Regions from separate parts of the Sus scrofa genome. Here region 1 is linked to region 2. The links are chromatin contacts, called in public Hi-C maps. All regions are on one chromosome and are shown on one strand. The core of a region is the stretch at or near the end of the contact, and the rest is flanking DNA. Distances in the headings are between cores, read along the strand shown.

What was found. A called contact is a pair of places that touch in the nucleus more often than the background predicts.
Region 1: a Hi-C map of liver shows a contact between it and region 2, with 2.7 times the contacts expected there. The contact joins two enhancer-like sites. A contact is called at or near these places in 5 of 47 Hi-C or Micro-C datasets (alveolar macrophages, heart right ventricle, liver and 1 more).

Annotation. Positions count from the first base shown.
Region 1 is chr16:26,078,123-26,083,503 of Sscrofa11.1, reverse strand. It overlaps C6 (complement component 6), which reads left to right. Exons shown (of 24, transcript NM_001097449.1): 4 at 1,444-1,600; 5 at 2,856-3,000. Among named protein-coding and RNA genes, the nearest start is that of C6, 8.7 kb to the left of the region's middle. Within about 2 kb of position 4,068, at least 5 of the 83 cell types and tissues checked have an H3K27ac peak or open chromatin away from gene starts, as enhancers often do. A contact at or near this core is called in liver, where this site is marked.
Region 2 is chr16:25,914,100-25,919,683 of Sscrofa11.1, reverse strand. No RefSeq gene overlaps it. Among named protein-coding and RNA genes, the nearest start is that of MROH2B, 68 kb to the left of the region's middle. Within about 2 kb of position 3,288, at least 13 of the 83 cell types and tissues checked have an H3K27ac peak or open chromatin away from gene starts, as enhancers often do. A contact at or near this core is called in liver, where this site is marked.

The DNA.
Region 1 (5,381 bases), core at 2,819-5,318, 160 kb before region 2:
TATCTCAAAATATAATTTTGCAGAGTATAATCTGCAAAAATATTGAATCACTATGCTATACCTCAGAAACTAATATGTTGTAAATCAACTGTACTTCAATTTTAAAATGTTTTTAAAAGACCATGACTTTGTATGGAATTTAAGGTTTCTTCCTCATAAGGTTGAAATGAGATTTACTTTTGTTCTCTCCATAAAATTTAGGAGTTTCAAAGAAATTTAATTAAGAATCTGTGCAATCTTTTCAGTTGACTATTTAACTTGCTTAGAATCATTAGGCTTTTTTTTTTTTTTTTTTTTTCAATCAGCACAGAACTCTGCTTGCCTGCGGTTAGTGAGTTAATTATAGAGAATTTTCTACTCATTAAACCAAGTCTAACAGGACCTCAATTGAGCAGCACTGCTAGCTATTAGCTTGATTGTTGGCATGGACAAGAAGGCAAGAAAACTGTGTTTACATGATAACATTTAATATTTCTGTCTTTTCATCAATTGACTACTCTACCCACAGTTTCTTTAAATGTATTAGATGTTCTGTTCCATGAAGATCCTCACATGACTTGGAGGAGAAAAGTATATATTTAATGTGCTTTAACTGTTACAGCACTTTGTAGAGATCTATTTTAGAAAGCTATTTTTACATATGTAGTGTGATCTCATTAAAATCACCAACTGACTGTCCCAATAAGCCACCCAATAAAGTTGTAAAAACAGATTTATTTATAATCCTCCTCTACTTAAGTCCTTCAGGAGCTCTCTACTGCCTGCCAGATAAAGTCCAGCAGTAGTTTCCATTCCTCTCAATTATGCATTTCTTAGGTTCATCCCACAGTTCCTCCATGGGCATGTCCTACTCCCCCACCTCTAATCTTTACACATGCTGTTCCCTCTGAATGCCTTCCTTCTGTTGCCTGGGAAATTCACATGCATTTTTCAAAATGTATCTCTCATGTCACTTTCTCCTTGAATCTTTGGTCCTACAGCCCTCTGGCTCTAACTCAGTCATGGTCCTTAGCACTTTGTGTTGTCATCTTTTAAGCCATTTGCAGAAATTTTCTTCTTTCTTTTTGTTCCCTTTCAGTCCCTTCCAGGAATTCCATCAGAGCCGGTTTCATGGACATGTACCCATGCGGTCACACAGGGCCCCACACAGAGAAGGGCTCTGGGGTGGCTTAATGCTCTGCCATCACATTCTTGAAATTCTTAATAATTTTTTAACATGAGGCCCTCATGTTGTCCCAAGTATTCTCAGAAATGAGAATGGTTTTTAGACCTAGTTCTGAGTTCCATTAAGTGTTAAGAACTGCACAGATGCCAGACGCCCTGATTTTCCATGAAAACCTTCTTTTCTTTTATTCGCTGTGTTGAGTCAATGATATTTTTCTTGTGGGGCTGGAGCAAGAGTGAACCCATTCATTCTAAGTAGCTTTTTCCTCACTATTACAGACAAATTACTATAAATCAGTACTATCTTGACAACTTTTGTGACCGGCTTTGCACCAAGCAGGAGACCAGAGAATGTAACTGGCAAACTTGTCCTATCAATTGCCTCCTGGGAGATTATGGACCATGGTCAGATTGTGACCCTTGTGTTGAAAAACAGGTAGGGGATATGTGGGTATAGTCAGGAAATTGGAATCACTTATCGGAGCCCCAGTAGCTCAAAACTCCTAGAAATGCTGAATTTCTTCCATTTCTGAAAAGAGACTGTCCCAGTTTCAACTGACGGAAAATTCCATTTAGCCATACTGCGGTGGAAGGAGGATTCATTTTGCATGTCTTATGGTCATGTGAACACCAAAAGGAAGTTCTGCCCCCTGGGGATTTGTATTGCACTGCCCAGCTCTTAAATTCTTCTGCCTGTGTTCTCTGAGAGTTCACAAAGCCAAAAAATCAAAAAAAAAAAAGGTGCTAAAAAATGGAGATTTCTAGCCAAGGTTGCAAACAGACAGAAATGAGGGGCATTCATTAAAATAACTCCTTCCCCTTTCTCTAATTTCCATTCTCCTATGGGAAAGTCCCTCAATTTGTTTATTGTTCCCAGTGGCAATATTTACCCACCTCAAGTTCATTCCTGTAAAGGCGCTGGCCCACATGAACCCAAATCAGGGCAAGTGCCAAGCATTCCCACGTTAGGAAAGTAAAAGGGACTCATTGCTGGAGCATCTTCTCTCTGTGAGAAACCAGTCTAGGTCCTTGACATACCTTATTCAAACGCACTTCACATTGTTTTTCTACCCATTTTATAGATGAGGAAGTTATAGCTCATAAGGGGTTAAGCGATTTGCTCAAGAATACATCACTATAAGTAGGAGGCTACCTTTTGAATTTGGATTTTTCCGACTCCAAAGTCAGTACTTTTTAATTTCTATCCTTCCCTGACTCTTTGTTTTACTATTGCCTATTTAAAATATTTTAAAGTGTGAAGAATATGTCAGCCTTGGTTTCCATGGTGACTTCAAAAAAGCCCCCAAATCCTTTCGCATTTATCACTTCACACTATCTTTGGGAAATAAAAGGGCTTCTGTTACTCCCTGGAATATTTATTGCACTCAGGACAGATCAGTAAATATTTGTGCCTTTTTTATTTCAATTTGATTTAGAATTGTATGACTTCAGAATTATAAGCTTTAGAAATCTTTTGTCCCACTTCCTCATGTTATAGGGTGGAAAAGTGAGACCCAAAATGTATTGACGTCCTAAGGACATACCATAACTGAACTGGAAAACATGATTAGTCAGTCAATTTAGGAAACACCACCATAGGAAAAATGACTACTGTGATGAAGAAGCTCTGCTTTCTTAGATAATTCTTGGCTTTGACCCAGCCTCAATTACTCACCTTTCTCTCCTTTCAGTTTAAGGTTAGGTCCATCTTGCACCCCAATCAGTTTGGAGGACAACCATGTACTGAGCCACTCATGACCTTTCGACCATGTATTCCATCTAAACTCTGCAAAATTGAAGAGGTTGACTGCAAGAATAAATTCCGCTGTGACAGTGGTAAGGGACTTTTGGAAGATGTTCTGGTCTCCACTAAAAATGACTAATGTTATTCCAACTGACTCCCAGTGAAAACCACAATAGAGAGGTCCCACCATATTTTAAGCATGGGGAGACAGGGTTGTTATGTGACCAATTATACACTATTCATATGTAAAATTACAGCTTTCAAGCTCTAATCATCTTGACCACTTACCTGATTCATTTGCTCATCAAGTACTGATGCCCAGCTCCTACACTGTTATAAAGCAGGAGGAAGGAAAAGGTGAAGGAGGAAGGGGCAGATACTTTTAAAAATTGGCAATTAATAAGCACAAATCTGGAGTTCCTGTCGTGGTGCAGCAGAAACAAATCCAACTAGGAGCCATGAGGTTGTGGGTTCAATCCCTGGCCTTGCTCAGCGGGTTAAGGATCTGGCATTGCCGTGAGCTGTGGTGTAGGTCACAGATGCGGCTTAGATCTGGTGTTGCTGTGGCTCTGGCATAGGCCAGTGGCTACAGCTCCCATTAGACCCCTAGCCTGGGAACCTGTATATGTCTCGGTGGCCCTAAAAAGACAAAAAAAAAAAAAAAAAAAAGTACAAATCCAAAATCGTCATAAGCAATTGAAAAAGAGTGACAGATTTAAAAGATTTTAATATAGTTTATTAAGATAAGAATATTAACAGTATGATAGTTTGTCAAAGGGAGGACTAGAGACGTGACAAATTTTCTGGCGCATTCCATTGAACGGCTCCAAAAGTAATCCCAAGAGAGGAGGTTAAGAATGATTTAACTATGGCAATTTTCCCTTCAAGTCCAATTCTCATTCAAGTGCATAACCTCTGATATTTAAGTATCATTAGATTACAGTCAAATCTTGAATATACCACTTAAACTATGTATTCTCTTGCTAATTAATAGCGCTCCAAAGCTGAGCACTGTGAACGGGATAGATCAGACTTCTGCAAACTTTTTCAGTAAAGGTCCAGATGGTGACTATTTTAGGCTTTGCAGGCCATACGGTCTATGTAGCACCTACTCAGCTCTGGCTTCATACTTTCAAAGCTGCCATAGACAGTATATAAACAAATGAGCGTGGCTGTGTGCCAATTGAATTCTATTTACAACAGCAGGTGTCAGGTCAGTTTTAGTCCTTGGGCCATAGTTCACTGATTTCTTATGTAAATACTCAATTTAAAGTTAAAATTAGAGTTCAGATGAATAAAATCCACATCGTTTCTGTGTACTCTGAAATACCCTGAAAAGTATTTAGAACTAGAGAGAAGATTTCAAATTCCTAAAGAAAACTCACCCCAGACTTGGATCTAAGGTTTTTTTACTCCTTGCTCCTTGACTTCAGCTTTGCCAAACTTTTCTGGATGTCAGACTGAATGCTGGTGTCAGGGTTTTTTCTCTGACACACCCCAAACCTGAGATATGAGGGTGAGGCATTAGGAGAGAGAAATGTATTACATCTACATAAATAAGGTATATCACGTATTGACAAAGAGTGAATATGAGAAAAATCTTGATGGTAATGGCTGAGGGAGTTCAGATCTAAGCTTTAGATCAGAATATGAAAATAAAAATTCAGAACTGAAGCACAACTATTTGAAGCTTGAAGGGTAGTTTTTGAATAGATTATCAGGAAGAATTCTTTTATTCAATAGATTATATGAAATTCATTACAAAAGAGTTCGTTTATGCCAAAAACATCCATAAGCTTGAGAAGGCTTTTGATACATCCATGGGCTACCATCATGATGAGAATTTCATGAAAGTTAGTGGTGTGGGCACGCTGATCTCTAGTCCATCAGCACTATGTCCATAGCTAGTGGTAAAAATTGAACTGTTGAAATGTATCTGTAATGGTTGTTAGGTAGCTGCTACCCTGAGCTGTCTTAGTGACCTCTGCCCTATCATCCAGATCTCTTCACCAGGAATCCCTAGATCTTCCCAGGATCTAGCCACTAACTAGCTAACCCCTGGCACAAATATGGCTGGCATCCATTCTGACTGGGTGGTGCCATGGCCTATTGGTTGTTAAATATTCCCCTGAAGATTCTGTCTTAGAAACATCACTAATGCCACTCTCAAAGGGAATAAAAGGGTGGGTGGACCATTATTTGTTTGACTCAAGATGATATTAGGTCCTCAATGAACAAAAAAACTACCTTTTCTTTCCTTTCTCATGATTTCTGTTCAGAGTCCCCCCAAATTAAATCTATCATTTTAATATATGCATAGTTCTTTGGGAAGTAGCCGTGATGCTAACCCCTACACATTATGCCAACTCCTCCCTCAAAGTCCTAATCTTAAGCATTAAGATGAGAATTTGCAACTGGTTATAAAAATAATATACCACTGTGGTATATTATTTACTTGAACAAATCAGTTCAA
Region 2 (5,584 bases), core at 2,039-4,538:
TACCCTCCTGGAGCTTATTTTCTATGAGAAATCGTGTAAATGGCAGAGGATGGAGCCAGCCTCCAAGATGGCTCCTCACGATTTTGCCTCCTGCTGGTCATGTCTTCCCTCCCACAGCAACTAGAAATGACTGGTGCAATCAGAACAATAGTTCAGAAATGACAGCATGACTTCCAAAGGGAGTGTGTAAATGGTCTCGTGCTCTCTTGAATCACTCACTCGGAAAAGCCAGCTGCTATTATAAGGACACTCAAGCAGCTTCAAAAGAGGTTCATGTGGCCAAGAACTAATGCCTTCTGCAAACAACCAGAGCTAACTTGCTAGGCTTGTTAATGAGCCATCCCGAAATGGATCCATGTGCCCCAGTTAAAGCCTTCAGATGACTGAAGCCTCAGCCGAAACATTGGATTAGGAGATAAAATACAGAAAGCCCAATTAAATTTGAATTTAGGGTGAAGAATGAGTATTTTTTTAGTAAAAGTGTGTTCTGACCATTGTATGGGACACACTTCTACTGAAGAATGATTTATTGCTTTTCTAAAATTCAAATTTAACTGAGCGTCTTGTATTTTTATTTGCTAAATCTGGCAACCCTAGTGCAATCTAATCAGAGTCCTGAGCCAGAATCACTAAGCTAAACCACTCCTGAATTCCTGAACCACAAAACTGTATGAGATAATAAATCCATGTTGTTTTGAGCCACTAAGTTTTAAGGTAATTTGCTATGCACCAGTGGGTAACTATTACACAGAGGGTCCGTGATCCTACTGAAGTCATATGCAAATTTCTGTGTATAATTGCCTAGGTGTGTTTTCTGGGTAATGGCTTTCATTAAATTCTTAATGGAGTCAGAAGCTGTTGCCATGCACAGTATACATAAAACAGCAAGAAAAAAAAAGGCAAGAGATAGGGGTTAGTTGGACCTCTTTGATGTGTTAAGTCAAATGACATTTCAAACAAACTTTTCAATAGAACTTTCTGCAATGATGGAAATGAAACGTTCCATATCTGCACTGACCAATATGGTAGCCACTAGCCACATGTGGCAACTGGACCCTTGAAATGTGGATATCAGAGGAATTAAGTTTTTAATTTAAAGTTTAACTAAATTTAAGCAGCCAAATGTAAGTAGTCACACTATTGCACAAGACAATTTCAGAACTTGGGGCAAAGAGTTGGAACAGAATTTGCACTGAGCCACCCAAGACTCTAGGACATTCTCAACAAGAGTGTAAATTCATTGACACAAGACCTTGTCTCATACCTTTTTATATATCCAGCCCCACTATTACTCTCCACCCATCCAAGCATCTGGCAAAGAGCCTTCCTTATCATTAATTGGTGGAAATTAGGTAGAATGGCCACATGAAACATACATCACAACTGAACCTTCGTCTAAACCCTAATCTTAGAAGCATTTACCCCGACAAGGGTTTCAGAGACCCTTTTTATCACATTCCAGCTTCACTCCTTACTAGCTGTGTGACTTGGGGAAATCATTTAACCTCTCTCTGTGCTTTCACATTTGTAAACTGGTTCAGCAAGTATTTGCTTGGTTTTGTACTTTTTGTTTTTTATTTTTTGGCTGCACATGTGAAAATTCCCAGGCCAGGAATCAAACCCACACCACAACAGCGACCCGAACTGCTGCAGTGACAACACTGGATCCTTAACCTGCTGCACCACAAGGAAGTCCTCCACAGCTGTAAATTGGGATAATTATCTACTTCCAAGGACTACTGTGAGTATTAAATGTATTAACCTACATGTAAAGCCCTTAGAAACCTCATACAGAATCATTAAGTAAATGTTAACCATATAGTGTAATTATGAGAATGTTAACAAATATATTATTAGAATCACATTTTTTTTTTGTCTTTTCAGGGCCACACCCATGGCATATGGAGGTTCCCAGGCTAGGGGTTGAATTGGAGCTGTAGCCCACGGCCTACACCACAGCCACAGCAACATCAGATCCAGGCTGCATCTGCGAACTACACCATAGCTCATAGCAACGCAGATCCTTAACCCACTGAGCAAGTGCAGGGATCAAACCTGGTGGCCCTGATGAATGTTGCTGCCTTTCTCAGGAGGATGGAGATAAGGCATCCCCTTAATCTGAAGACCCCAGCTCAGCAGCTGGAACTCCTGCTCTGGCGGCCTCTTACTCACTGCTGTTCCCCACCGAAGCCTCTTACTTGCTCTAACATAGTAAGAATAAGCCACAGTCAGGCTGTGTGATAGGAGCAATTTAGATCTATTCAGTCTCCTCAATAACTATGTCTATTAATCCCTCCCAAATACTACTGTTCACTCTCAGAGAATGGCCTCCGGCCCCCCTTGGTGCCTCTCTTTCCTGTCAGTCCTCCTATGCCCACCGCCCCCGACCCCTGTGGTTCGTCTTCATGGTTCAAACACATATATGTTACTCAGGAGAGAAAACTTCTCGGGGGTCTCAGGGAAACAGAGTCACAGAGGAAATGTATGGTCAAGTACTATTGGAGAAATTACAGGTTTGTGTTTTCATCTTACTCCTGTTGTTTGCCTCACTATCTTTTGCACATGTAATCATTTTTCAACTTATGTTTACTTTAGGATAGAGAGTCCTTAATGTTCACTGAATGCTTAATGGACCAGTGCTACTTTGAAGCACTCTGAATCACATTATTTTGCAATCCAGCGCTCTGCCCTTTAACCCAACAATGAGAGGCAGTGTTCTGCTGGTAAATCAGAAACGTTTAGCTTGGCTGACCCTGCTAAGAAGGCAGTTTTACCAGAAAAGAGGAAAAGAAAAACACAGATGGGAAAAAAAGAAATAGGCCTCCAGAGAAAGAAACCTGGGAGGAGGGGGGGAATGCTGGGGGTGGGGATGGGGCGAATTACTCAGTCGGGATTGTCCCTGCACCACCATAGTTTTAAGAGATAAAATATAAGCCTAGGCACTTCTTCTGGAGCCCTCAAGAGACTTCAAGACTATAGCCAAGATTTGCTAACGGTGTTTTTGCAATTACTTGATTTCATCCCCAACGCCACCATTACCAGGTACAGAGCTAGAAAATTCGAGTCAGTCAGACATGGCAGACATGGTAGCCGCCTGTGAGTTAACTGGGAGCTTTGGTCTATGTCCCTGACAGAAGATTTCTGACATTTTCTACAGCTGCTGTCTGGGAATTATTATTCCTTGGAATCTTTCTTTCTAATTTATTGCAGATATCCTCAAAACTGAGACAATAGAAAACATGGGTAGAGTCAGGAGCAACATGAGGGAAGGACAGTGGGATTTCATCACAAAAATGTTCGTATGTGTGTCTGTGTGTGTGTGTATCTGTGTATGGATATAAATCATCAAAGTCATGACCTAAGAAATGGCCTTTGCTTCTTACCCCTCTTTGCCAAACTTTATTTCTCCACCAAACACATTCACTTATTTGTATTCCTTCTGGACACACTGTCCCGGATTTTATTTATTGAATTATGTAGTTACCTGAAAGCAAGATAAATTTGGAGAACACAGTTTTCTAAATATATGTGTCCAAGAGCTTCTTTTTCAATTTGGGAGCCACTGCAAAACACAAGATAAGAAGTCCTTCTACCTTACCTACCATTTCCTCCAACTATTCTGAGGTAAATCCTGCAGATTAAATTAACCAATGCCCTAACACCTCAACCACACAGTGGTCAAAAAGAGGCTCTATTTTAAAAATAAGAAACTTGGAGAATTGCTGAAGGACAGGTTAACCAGAACTTTTTCAATTTTTCTGAGAAAGTAGGGAGTAGTTGAAATTTATCTTTACCCTGATTCCAATCGAATTATAAGAAAATTATTAATGACCCCACATCCAACCCTTAGAGGCTCTGCTTAAAGCTGGAATAGTGAGAACGTGCCAGGCCTCTGAATGGGGGTAGTCAGGCTTTTGAGGCCATTTTCTAGCCTGTAACTTTCTATAGAAGATAGAATGGAGCCCCGTGACCATAGCAGAAAGGTGTTATTTTGAAGTAAAGATTGCTAAAGAGCAAAGGGCCAAATATTGAATAACAAGTTACACTTTATCTGAAAGACACTGGGTAATCAAAAGAAGGTTTTGATCAAAGTAGTGAAATAGGGAGTTCCCACTGTGGCTCGGCAGTAACAAATCTGACTTGTATCCATGAGGATGTAGGTTCGATCCCTGGCCTCACTCAGTGGGTCGGGGATCCAGCATTGCTGTGAGTTGTAGTGTAGGTCACAGATGCAGCTTAGATCCAATGTGACTGTGGCGCAGGCCAGCAGCTGTAGCTCTGATTCGACCCTCTGGCCTGGGCACCTCCATACGCCACAGGTGCAGCCCTAAAAAAAAAAAAAAAAGAATTAAAAAAAATTTTTTTACAAAGGTAGTAAAATAATAAATTAGTATTATATCATGTAATTAACATAGTATATAAGCTGGGAAGTCAGACAGTAAGTGATAGACTTTTGGGCTAAAGAACTATTATAAAAAGAAATGTCAAGGTCACTTATTGGCAAGGAAATTGAATCAGTAATCCAAAACCTTCCAACAAACAAAACTCTAGGACCAGGTGGCTTCACTGGTGAATTCTACCAAACCTTTAGAGTAGAATCAATACCAATCCTTCTCAAATGCTTCTGAAAAATAGAAGAGGAAAGAGTACTTCCAAACTCCTTTTATGAGGCTTGCATTATCCTAACACCAAAACCAGACAAGGATGTCTGCAGATTAAATTAACCAATGCCCTAACACCTCAACCGCACAGTGGTCAAAAAGAGGCTCTATTTTAAAAATAAGGAACTTGGAGAATTGCTGAAGGACAAGTTAACCAGAACTTTTTCAATTCTTCTGAGAAAGTAGGGAGTAGTTGAAATTTATCTGTACCCTGATTCCAATCAGATTATAAGAAAAATCCCTGATGAACATAGATGCAAAAGTCCTCAGCAAAATATTAGCAAATCAAATTCAACAGTGTATTTAAAGGATCATATGCAACAGTATGCTCAAGCAGGATTTATGGCATAACTTAGTTCATCAGAAACTTGATCATCTTTCTCTTCTGCAAAATGTCACATCAACTACTTGTACCAATGATGTGCTTATAGGACCTAGTGAGCAAGAAATAGCAGCTGCTCTGACTAAACTGAGAGCCTCTGCCTCAGTGAAATTCCCAAGGGCTAAGTGGTATGGGGGCAGCATGTGGAGACATCCCTGTCTCCCATGAAGGGTATGTCATCACATCTGGCTACCCCTACAACCAGGAAGGGCACAAGGAGTGTAGCAAGAGAATGCTTCCACACAGTGCTTTGAACCTGCCCCTGCCTGGCAAGACACAACTCAAACACAATAGTCATGAGTCTACAGGACTGTAAAGGGCCAGCACAAGAGTGAAACAGAATGAGAACCACCCCGGGAGGCAGAAGAGCCTTTTCCAGATTAGGTCTTCTGCTAACCAGCTATGTGACAATGGAAAAGTAAAATGGCCATCTTATAAATATATACAGTCAGCGTCCTGAGTAACAGGGGCACAGAACCACAAAATTTAAGTCCCTACCCTTACCAGTCTAGAGGAGGCTTGGGGACCAGATCTCATTCAA